3 separate regions of the Sus scrofa genome follow, and regions 1 and 3 are each linked to region 2. The links are chromatin contacts, called in public HiChIP or PLAC-seq maps. All regions are on one chromosome and are shown on one strand. Each heading gives the region's core, a stretch centred on a gene start, on an enhancer-like site or on the middle of the called end of the contact. The rest is flanking DNA. Distances are from core to core; before and after follow the strand shown.

Region 1 (2,760 bases), core at 183-2,682, 560 kb before region 2:
GTGCCACAGAGGTAGCTCCTCAGATAATGTTTTTGTTGTTTTTTTGCCATTTCTTGGGCCGCTCCCACGGCATACGCAGGTTCCCAGGCTAGGGGTCGAATCGGAGCTGTAGCTGTCGGCCTACGCCAGAGCCACAGCAACTCAGGATTCGAGCTGTGTCTGCGACCTACACCACAGCTCACAGCAACGCCGGATCCTTAACCCACAGAGCAAGGCCGGGGATCGAACCTGCAACCTCATGGTTCCTAGCCAGATTCGTTAACCACTGTGCACTATGGGAACTCTCAGATAATGTTTTAACGCAATATTTTTTTAAAAGTCAAAAGTTAATGCAAAAAAACCCATGAACAAAACATCAATTAGGGAGTTTTTGTTGAGGCTCAGCCTAAAGAACCCAACTAATATCCATGAAGATGTGGATTGGACCCCTGGCCTCGTTCAGTGGGTTAAGGATCCCGCACTGCCCTGAGCTGTGGCATAGGTTGCAGACGCGGCGCGGCTCCGATCCCATGTTGCTGTGGCTGCGGGTAGGCTGGTGGCTGCAGCTGGGATTCACCCCTAGCCTGGGAACTTCCATATGCTGCAGGTGCGGCCCTAAAATAGCAAAATAAATAAATAAATAAATAAGCTAAAGGTAGGATCTGGCCCTTTCAGAGTCAGACACCTCAAGTCCCTCACTTTCCTTATGGATGTGTACAGGAGTCAGGGTTCAGGAAGACTCAACTCTTTGTTCACCAGTCTGGGCTTGGTTTTTCAGCTGTCTTTCTCAGACCTCTGCCCCAACCCTCTGCTGTGGGGAGGTCGCTGATCTTGGGGACATCTGCATATGGTTAAAATAGGGCAGTCATCTAAGCAGGGCCTCCAAAGTCCAAGGAAAGGATCTCCTCCGCCAGAAACCGCAGATGCCACGGACTCCATTAACTTCCCCATCCCACAAGGACCCCGCTCTCCGCTCTCCGCCCCGCCCACACCGCTCTCCGCCCCGCCCTCGGGGGAACTGCGTAGACAACTCCTCTGGCCGCCGCCCCGCCTCTGCTCCCCGCGCACCTGCTGGGACATTCGGAGGGGCATCCGGAGTCGGCGAGCGGGGACGGAAATTCCCGGGCCTGCCGGCCCCTAGTCCCAGTTTGGCCTCCTCATCTCAGGACTGGGACCGTCGCCATTGTCCAGAAACCGTAGCCCGCGCCGGGTCTGACCGGTCTCTGCCCCCCTTCCCCGGCAATGAAGGAGCAGCAACGGGCGATCCTGGCGCTCGCCCAGCGCCCCGCGGCCGGCTCGGTTCCGATCAGCGCCGGCGTTGCTCGGTAGCGGGGAGCGCCCCAGGAGGCCAGCGGGAGGCGAGGCCCAGAGTACGGCTGAATAAATAAATAAATAAAGGCGCCTGTGACCCCGGAGGGCACCAGGTGTTGGAACCCCTTTCACCCTGCCCCTCCCCCCGAGGCCAGCTTCCGGAGCCGGGCGAGCACGTGCGCTGGCTTCTGTGGACTCCGGGTGGAAACAGATGGCGCTGGGGGGTAGGGAGGCGGGGGTCTGGCGGAAAGCCCCGCGGGGCCAGCTTGGGGGCGCCGGGCCCTGGTCTCGGTTCTTCCCCAAGGCCAACCTTTGAGGGCTATGCTGACGGGATGACGGTCCTGAAAGGGGCCTTGTAGTCTCCTCACTGTCCCCCTTTGAACTGAGAGCCCAGGACTCTCTGGGATGGGGAGAGAGGAATATTGCCTGGGAAAGTTAAGCAAATTATCCGGAGGCTGGCATGCAAATGCCTCTGACAACTCCTATTTGATGCCCCAGGGCCTCTCACTGGGGAGGGGAAATGGGGAGGTGAATTCTTCAGATCACACCGCACCCAGCTCCCTACCCCCCAAGTCCCTTCCTGGGCAGAGCACCCCTCAGGGGCCCCTCTGGGTGGATGCCCTCAGGGTCCCACAGCAAGCAGATCTCCCTCTTTCCACAGCACCAGTTGACAAGAGTCTCCTCCGTCGCCCGAGGACTTTTACCTCCTTACCTTGAACTGACCAGCCAGATCACAGACTGCTGGGTCACAGTGTCATCTACTCAAGTTAGACAAGAGAAATTCCGGGCGAAGCGGATGGGGAGGGACAATGGAATAGGTAGGAAAAGGCATGCCAAGAATTCAAGGCAACAAATATTTATTGAGCACCTGCTGCATGCTGGACTTTGAGGGCAGGACTGACTCTCTAAGGAACAAAGGTCTTATTACTTTAAGGTGAATCCTGACTCACAGACAGACAGTCTGGATTAGCTAAATCGCCTGTCCTTGGGTTAAGCAATGGCCCTCATTGGGTCTCATGTTCCTGTTAGCCTGGGGGTGGAGGGTGGCGGAGGAGAGTCCGTTCTTCCCCCAGAGGCCCGAGGTGATTAGAAATGGACTTGGGAAGAATGCAGGGAGGGAGGGAGAATGATGGTTTTCGGCTAGATACGGAGAGCATCCTTCCAACAATTTCTGCTGGGAGAGAGGAGGCACGTCTGGGCTAGACCCCTCTCAGGCTCAGTGCCCCCACCATGTCTTCTGCCCACTGGGCAGGCTGCGGTCAGTGAAGGGGCCAAGGCTGTCTTACTCCAAAAGAAAGCATTTCAATGAATACAGCTACTGCTGGGATTCGCAGCCTCATTTTTGAGAAACTATCCTCTCCCTCCTCTCCAGGCGGGCCACTCTGGAGGCCTCCCCGGCAGCAGCGGCATCATCTGGCGGGTGTCTCTGGCTGAGGAGGAACACCAGACAGCCCAGTAAAGCCTCTCGCA
Region 2 (3,035 bases), core at 12-2,511:
CCCCAGAAGTTGGGGACGTAAAGAAACAAGGGGTATGGTACAAGCAGGAAGGGTTTGAGGTCATATGTACAGAAGGAAAGCAGAAGCTACAAGGAAAGCCAAGGATTTCCTGATCCTGGCCAGATCTCCGAGGCATATACCCCACCAAAACCCTCTGCTCCACTCAATAATCATTGTGTCTGTCTCACCCACCTAGATTGACCTTTCCTGCAAGCTTCCCCTTCCTAGGACATGTCTTTGCTAAATGCAGTGTTTTAAGAAAATCCAATGCCACATTTCTCCCACTCTCACCTATGGTGATACCATTCAAGTCCCCCATGCAGTTGCTGCTCTGTATCCTCCCAGTCCACCTGCATGGCAGTCCCAACTGGAAGATGGGCTCCTTCCCTAACCCCCAGGGAACATGTTCTGCCATTTAATGAACTCAATCTTCCCATCTATGAATCAGAGTACGATAACTGGAAAATATCCCTTCCGGTGTGGAAAAGAGTATCCTAACCACCATATGGAGGAATTGAGTTGTGAATGACTTTCTTTTCTTTTGTACTTCTAGGGGAATATCCTATATACATCCTGCAAGTCCAAAAGATGGAAAACTGAGCAGTCTTGTTTTCTTCTTGGTACTATAAGCTTCCTTATTAGGCAAGTATGTCAAATTTGTCATAAGTACCTAGCAAAAAGGCCATCTCAATAATTGCTTTATTAATGAGCTTATGTTTATGTTTAACTTATGTTTTATCTCATCTAATCTTAACCATATAAAATGTTTTATTATATATACATATATATGTAATTGTATGTATACATATAATGTAGATATATCCATACATACATATATATGTAATTGTATGTATACATATAATGTAGATATATACATACATACTTTACACACATTACCTGCATTATATACATTTTATATGTGTACGTGTGTATATATATACACATACACACATGTAACATATGTATCACTCATTATGTGTCAGGCACTGTGCTAAGTGCTGTAGATACGAAAGTCAACCAAAAAACAATGTCTTTGCCTTCAATGAGTTTCCAGTTTGGTGAGGAAACGCATTATACAAATACAAAGCTGAAACTAGGCAGAGTACAAAGATGGAGAGGTATCTGGTGCTGAGAACCAGTAACTGGGAAGTTAAGACTCCACAGTGTAAGTGAGGTCTGAACTGACCCTGAGAAATACGTTCACCAGCGAAAGGAAAGCGCTGAGACAAAAGAATTAAAGGCCAAGGTAGGGAGGGGCGGGGACGGGGTATTAATTCAATCCCAGGTCTACGAGATAGCTGCTGTTCCAAACCATTTCAACCTTGCCGGTAGAGACCGAGCCCCAGTCTCAAGAAGCTGAAAATCCACATCTGACCAGCAAAAAAGAAAAAGTTTTAAAGAAATAGGGGTAGTGCGGGTGATTTTACCGAAGCAGCCTGCCAGGAAACGAAGGCGACCTTGGAGACTTTGAGGACTAGCAGACAGGAGCTAAAGACCTCCCCCGGACCCTCGGAATAAGGTACAGGATTGACACAGACTCAGCTCAAAGCCCGAGAGGTGAGGAAATGTAAATGACCTAAATAACGGAGCGGGAAGCCCACAAGACGCACACTTCCTGCCCACCACTGCGGCTGCGCGCGCGCCGTTCCGGAAGCGGAAGTGCACAAAGGTCGGGATTGGTTTTCAAGATGGTGGGTCTCAATGTTCTGGTGTCTGGCTGTGGACGGCTACTCCGAGGGCTCCTGGCAGGCCCGGCCGCGACCAGCTGGGCTCGGCCTCCATCTCGCGGCTTCAGAGAAGGTGAGTCCTCGGTCCTGGTGACCTCCTAAGGTTGAAGTGAAGAAGGGAAGTTTGCTTCCTTAAGCCCCCTTGCGCCCCTCCCTCCCTGTCCTTCCTGCGGTTCTGAAACGTCGGAAATGCTGGCGCTCCCGAGTGCTTGAAATCCCTTTCCACATCATGATGCTGTAACCTTAATCTCTCACCCAGCGTGAGTGCCCTCACGGGGACGGAGATCGGAGAGAAAGGCTTGCTTATTTAGCAAGGGCAGAAAAGAAACATGTCCCAGGATTCAAAAAAGCTCTTGCTTAGCGTCTGCGTCGTAATTCGTTCCGTATTCTTCGGGCGGCCGCCTCCTTCATTAAAGGTTTCCTGCGCCATCCGGAAAGGACATCTCGATTAAAGATTCGTTCCTTCCCGAGGGCCTCCTTTTCCAGCTTCTCACCTGAAAATGCTGTAATCCAATAGTGGCTTTTCTGTCCAGTCTCCCTGAGAAGTAGAAGCTAAAGTGGAAAGGCGGCTGAACCGCTGAACTAGAGGCATATGCTGGATGGTGGTTCTACTTTTCATTAATCTTAAATCTTGGACAGGCAGCCTGATTCTAGTATTGAGCCGGGAGCTTACTGACGGCCAAGTTCTGTATTGAAAGCTTTCAAGGGATTTTGGAAAAAATGAAAATACAGCCCTTTTCCTGAGAAGTTAGGTTCTAATAAGGTGGTGTGTATATATTAGGAATTTACATGAGAAAGTACAGGGAGATTCAGTTACCGGAAACAGCAAACCCTATTAGAAGTTTTCATGAAGGGGATGTGTCTTTAATAAGCTCATAAAAGGATGGAATCTGGCAGTGAATGAAAAGATCTTTCAGGACAAAGCCTTCCTTTGTACACTGCTGGAAACAGGAAAGGATGAGTGATGTGCAAACGAAGTGAAGTGGGGTTTTTTGTTTGTTGCTTGCTTGTTTTTAAGATTCTGGCATAGTATTGACCATTACATCCTCTAACTAAAACTGAGATGTATCCAGAGGAAAATAGAGATCATTGTTGTCAGAGGGAGCAGAAAAGTCTAAAAAGAAGAGCCCATTGGAGAGAACATTGAATTTATCTCAGAAGATGTCCCTTTTTTTAGCTTTCAAACAGCAACTTCCATGGAATGGCAGACAAGGAATCCAGTTTGGGGAAATCAGAGATAATTCATGAAGAGTGGAAATAGATGGATTTGAAGAATTTAGCTGTAAAGGGAAGGTGGAACGGTTTACT
Region 3 (2,808 bases), core at 193-2,692, 590 kb before region 2:
AATACAGCCCCCAAAATGCCTTAAGGTCTCTTAAGCATTTTGTTAGGATGTTAGGCGATCCATCCACGGATCAGCAGCCTCTCATCACCTGGTAATCTCTTAGGCATGCAGAGTACCTCGCCCAACCCCGGTTTCTTAAATGTGAATAAGCAGAAGACCTACATACATATTCAAATGTACAAATTAGTAACTACGGTTCTACCATTTCTGGTGGAGGGGAGGGAGCCCCCCCCCCAAACAGACCAGTTTTACCTTAAAGGGGCTATCATTTGAAACTGCTCTCCCTTCACCTCCAGGAAGATGTGAAATTGCTACCTCACGTGGTAAGGGAGGCTAACGCGAGAGAATCGTGGGATACCCACTTGGGATGCCATTAAGACAAAGAACCGATAAAGCAAAAGGCTCCACTCTGTCCCTGTAGCACACGTGACTGAGGTACAGGACCAAACCAAATACAACTAAGATGGTGGCGTAGTCCGCGGGGCCGACGCTCGTCGATGCCGGACATGCGTCGGCCAGGACCACGCGAGGAGGGGGCGCCACCGCGCAGCCTCCCTTCGCCTCAGCATCCGGGCACCAGGGCGGGGCGCCGAGTTCCAGAACCTTCCAGAACAATTCCAGCCAACGGGGAGAAAAGAGGACGACGAAGAAATGCTCCCATAAATTCTCAAGCCTGCCTCCTCCGCTACCCCTCCACCCTGACTGCAGGAATGAGCTCGAAGCAGGAAGCACGATGGGCCACTGGAGCTCCAAAGCATCCTTTGCCGCAAACCCTCACACTAAGGACTAGAAAAACTCCCTTCTATAAAAGAGATGGCAAAACCTACCCAGAACCATGCTGTGCTGAGTCACACCGGGCCCGCACACCCACCAACCTTGCCCACCCTCTGGCGCCCCGTAGTCGCGTCCGGAAGTAGAGGGGCAAACATGGCAGCGTCCCGGGCCGGCGCGGCTACCACGTGTAGCCGCCCAGTCCCCCAGCCCCACTCGCCCAGGCCTAACAGCCGCCTAGAAGGCCCGACACCAAGCATGGAAGGAAAAGCTAAACTCGAGAGCTCCCTTCCACCCACCCTCTAAAAAAATTGGGAGCGTTGTCCAGCAAACCGCCCCAGCACGACAAAAACTTGGGTCTCAGAAAGGACAGAATGGACGAAAGCAACCTGAAATTTAACCAGAAATGCCTTAAGAGTGCAACCTTACCTTAAAGGATAAGGATCACAAACACCACAAAGCTGAGCGGGGAAGGACTGCCTCCGGCTCTCACGCCAGAACAAGGCTGCGCGGGGGGTGACTCAAGAGAACGGCTGTGAGACCCCAGTCGCTTTATATAAGGCGAAGCACACCTTCGCTGCCCGCCCCCAGATCCCTCCGCCTTAAAGGAGGCTGTCTGTCAGCCCCGCACCTGCCGCTGCCCGCCCACCTTTACGTCATGGTCCAAAATAGGGGAGGGGGCGGTGAAGAGCAAGGGCGCGCATGTGTAGACTTTTTCTTAGTCCCATCTCCGCGTCCTGAAGACAGGACACCACCAGAGCTAGATGTTGGGTATACTCATAGGACAAATGCCGTGGCTCTAGGGAACAGAATCCCCGCTGACCTCAGTAAAAACCTGTAGAGCAGGTGCCTCCACACCAAAGAATCCCAGAGGAACACCTGAAAGGGGACCAACTACTCCCACCTATGCTCCCTCCCTGCTACAATCTTCCTTACACATTCCTACTGCCCAATAAGGGGAAAGGGTCCTTTCCGGGGACACTGGGGAATTTGAAGCCGAACTTTGGGCAGCCCGCGAACCCTGGCACTCCCAGGGGACAATGGGCAGTGCCAGCGTCTCGCTGCGGGGCGTGGCTTCCGCTGCTAGAAGGTCGCCGGCTCGGGTGTGGAGGGCACTCTTTGTCTGCAAGCGGCGGAAGGAGCGACAGTGGCGGTGCTGCGATCTTCCAGCAGTTTCCAGATCCGCCTCTACGGTCCTGTCCCGCCCCGCCCCGCCCTCTTCCCTTGGGGCTCCACCCCTTTTTCTGCGGACTGGGCTGTGCCTCTGCGGCGGCTCCGCCTCTCCAACGTTATGCTTGAATCTCCGGGAGAGGTGGGCAACTTCGATCCTATGTTGCTGGCGGGCAACTACACCCGGCACCCTCTTCGCCACCCGCCAGACCCAGCTCGCTCAGCATTGCGTCCAGGGTGGGGTGGAACAGGGATGATCCCCCCTTTCTCCCCCGTCAGTCACACAGCACACGGGTTATTGGGGCGGCTCTGCGAGAACCGCCTTCGGAGCCGAGACTGAGGGTGGCGTCGCTACCTGAGAAACCCTCCCCAGCCTCTGCAGCCGCCCACGCGTGTCGCACGCAGGGGCATGCACATACAATCTGGTTTCCTTTTCTTTTTACAAAAATTCTTTCCCCTCCTGCAACTGTCTAGGTCTGGGGAGGGGAGGATCTCCAGGGACCCCCGCTGGGTGGCGGGGGTTCTAGGAGGTGGCATGAAGACACCAGCGCCTTCATGCTGGCCAAAGGGCTGCTCGCTCCTGGCGGGCAGAACCAGGTTGTTCCCCTTCAGCTGCTGCGGCGCCGGAGCCCCCAAGCCAAGCGCCGGCCCAGCTGCCTCGCCTGGCCCTGCCGCTTTTGCTTGCCTTCGGGGCGGGTACGCTGTCCTCGCCTTTCCAAGGCCTCATCTCTGGAGCTCACCCGCCCCACAGCCCCTCCGGGAGAGAATGACCGCTCCCTGCGCCGTGACCTTGTGGATGCCCAGCAACTCCCTCAACTCCCTTCGTGGCCCACTTTGTCCGCCCCTGGAATGCTTGGGAGAGGGATA

What was found. HiChIP or PLAC-seq counts read pairs in DNA pulled down with a chosen protein or histone mark.
Region 1: a contact with region 2 is called in an H3K27ac HiChIP or PLAC-seq map of alveolar macrophages. The contact joins the promoter of SLC29A1 here to the promoter of MRPS18A in region 2. A contact is called at or near these places in 1 of 47 Hi-C or Micro-C datasets (epiblast stem cells) and 1 of 2 datasets of contacts at active chromatin or transcription factors (alveolar macrophages).
Region 3: a contact with region 2 is called in an H3K27ac HiChIP or PLAC-seq map of alveolar macrophages. The contact joins the promoter of HSP90AB1 here to the promoter of MRPS18A in region 2. A contact is called at or near these places in 2 of 47 Hi-C or Micro-C datasets (epiblast stem cells and heart right ventricle) and 1 of 2 datasets of contacts at active chromatin or transcription factors (alveolar macrophages).

The regions. Positions count from the first base shown.
Region 1 is chr7:39,216,646-39,219,405 of Sscrofa11.1, reverse strand. It overlaps SLC29A1 (equilibrative nucleoside transporter 1), which reads right to left and starts at 1,432. Exons shown (of 14, transcript XM_005666066.3): 1 at 1,048-1,432. It overlaps LOC110261530, which reads right to left. Exons shown (of 2, transcript XM_021098792.1): 2 at 2,131-2,760. The coding sequence ends at 2,627. It overlaps LOC110261531 (a long non-coding RNA gene), which reads left to right and starts at 1,261. Exons shown (of 3, transcript XR_002345745.1): 1 at 1,261-1,349; 2 at 1,952-2,108; 3 at 2,663-2,748.
Region 2 is chr7:38,655,698-38,658,732 of Sscrofa11.1, reverse strand. MRPS18A (39S ribosomal protein S18a, mitochondrial) reads left to right here and starts at 1,261. Exons shown (of 7, transcript XM_021098784.1): 1 at 1,261-1,800. The coding sequence starts at 1,702.
Region 3 is chr7:39,242,408-39,245,215 of Sscrofa11.1, reverse strand. HSP90AB1 (heat shock protein 90 alpha family class B member 1) reads right to left here and starts at 1,442. Exons shown (of 12, transcript NM_001244433.1): 1 at 1,201-1,442.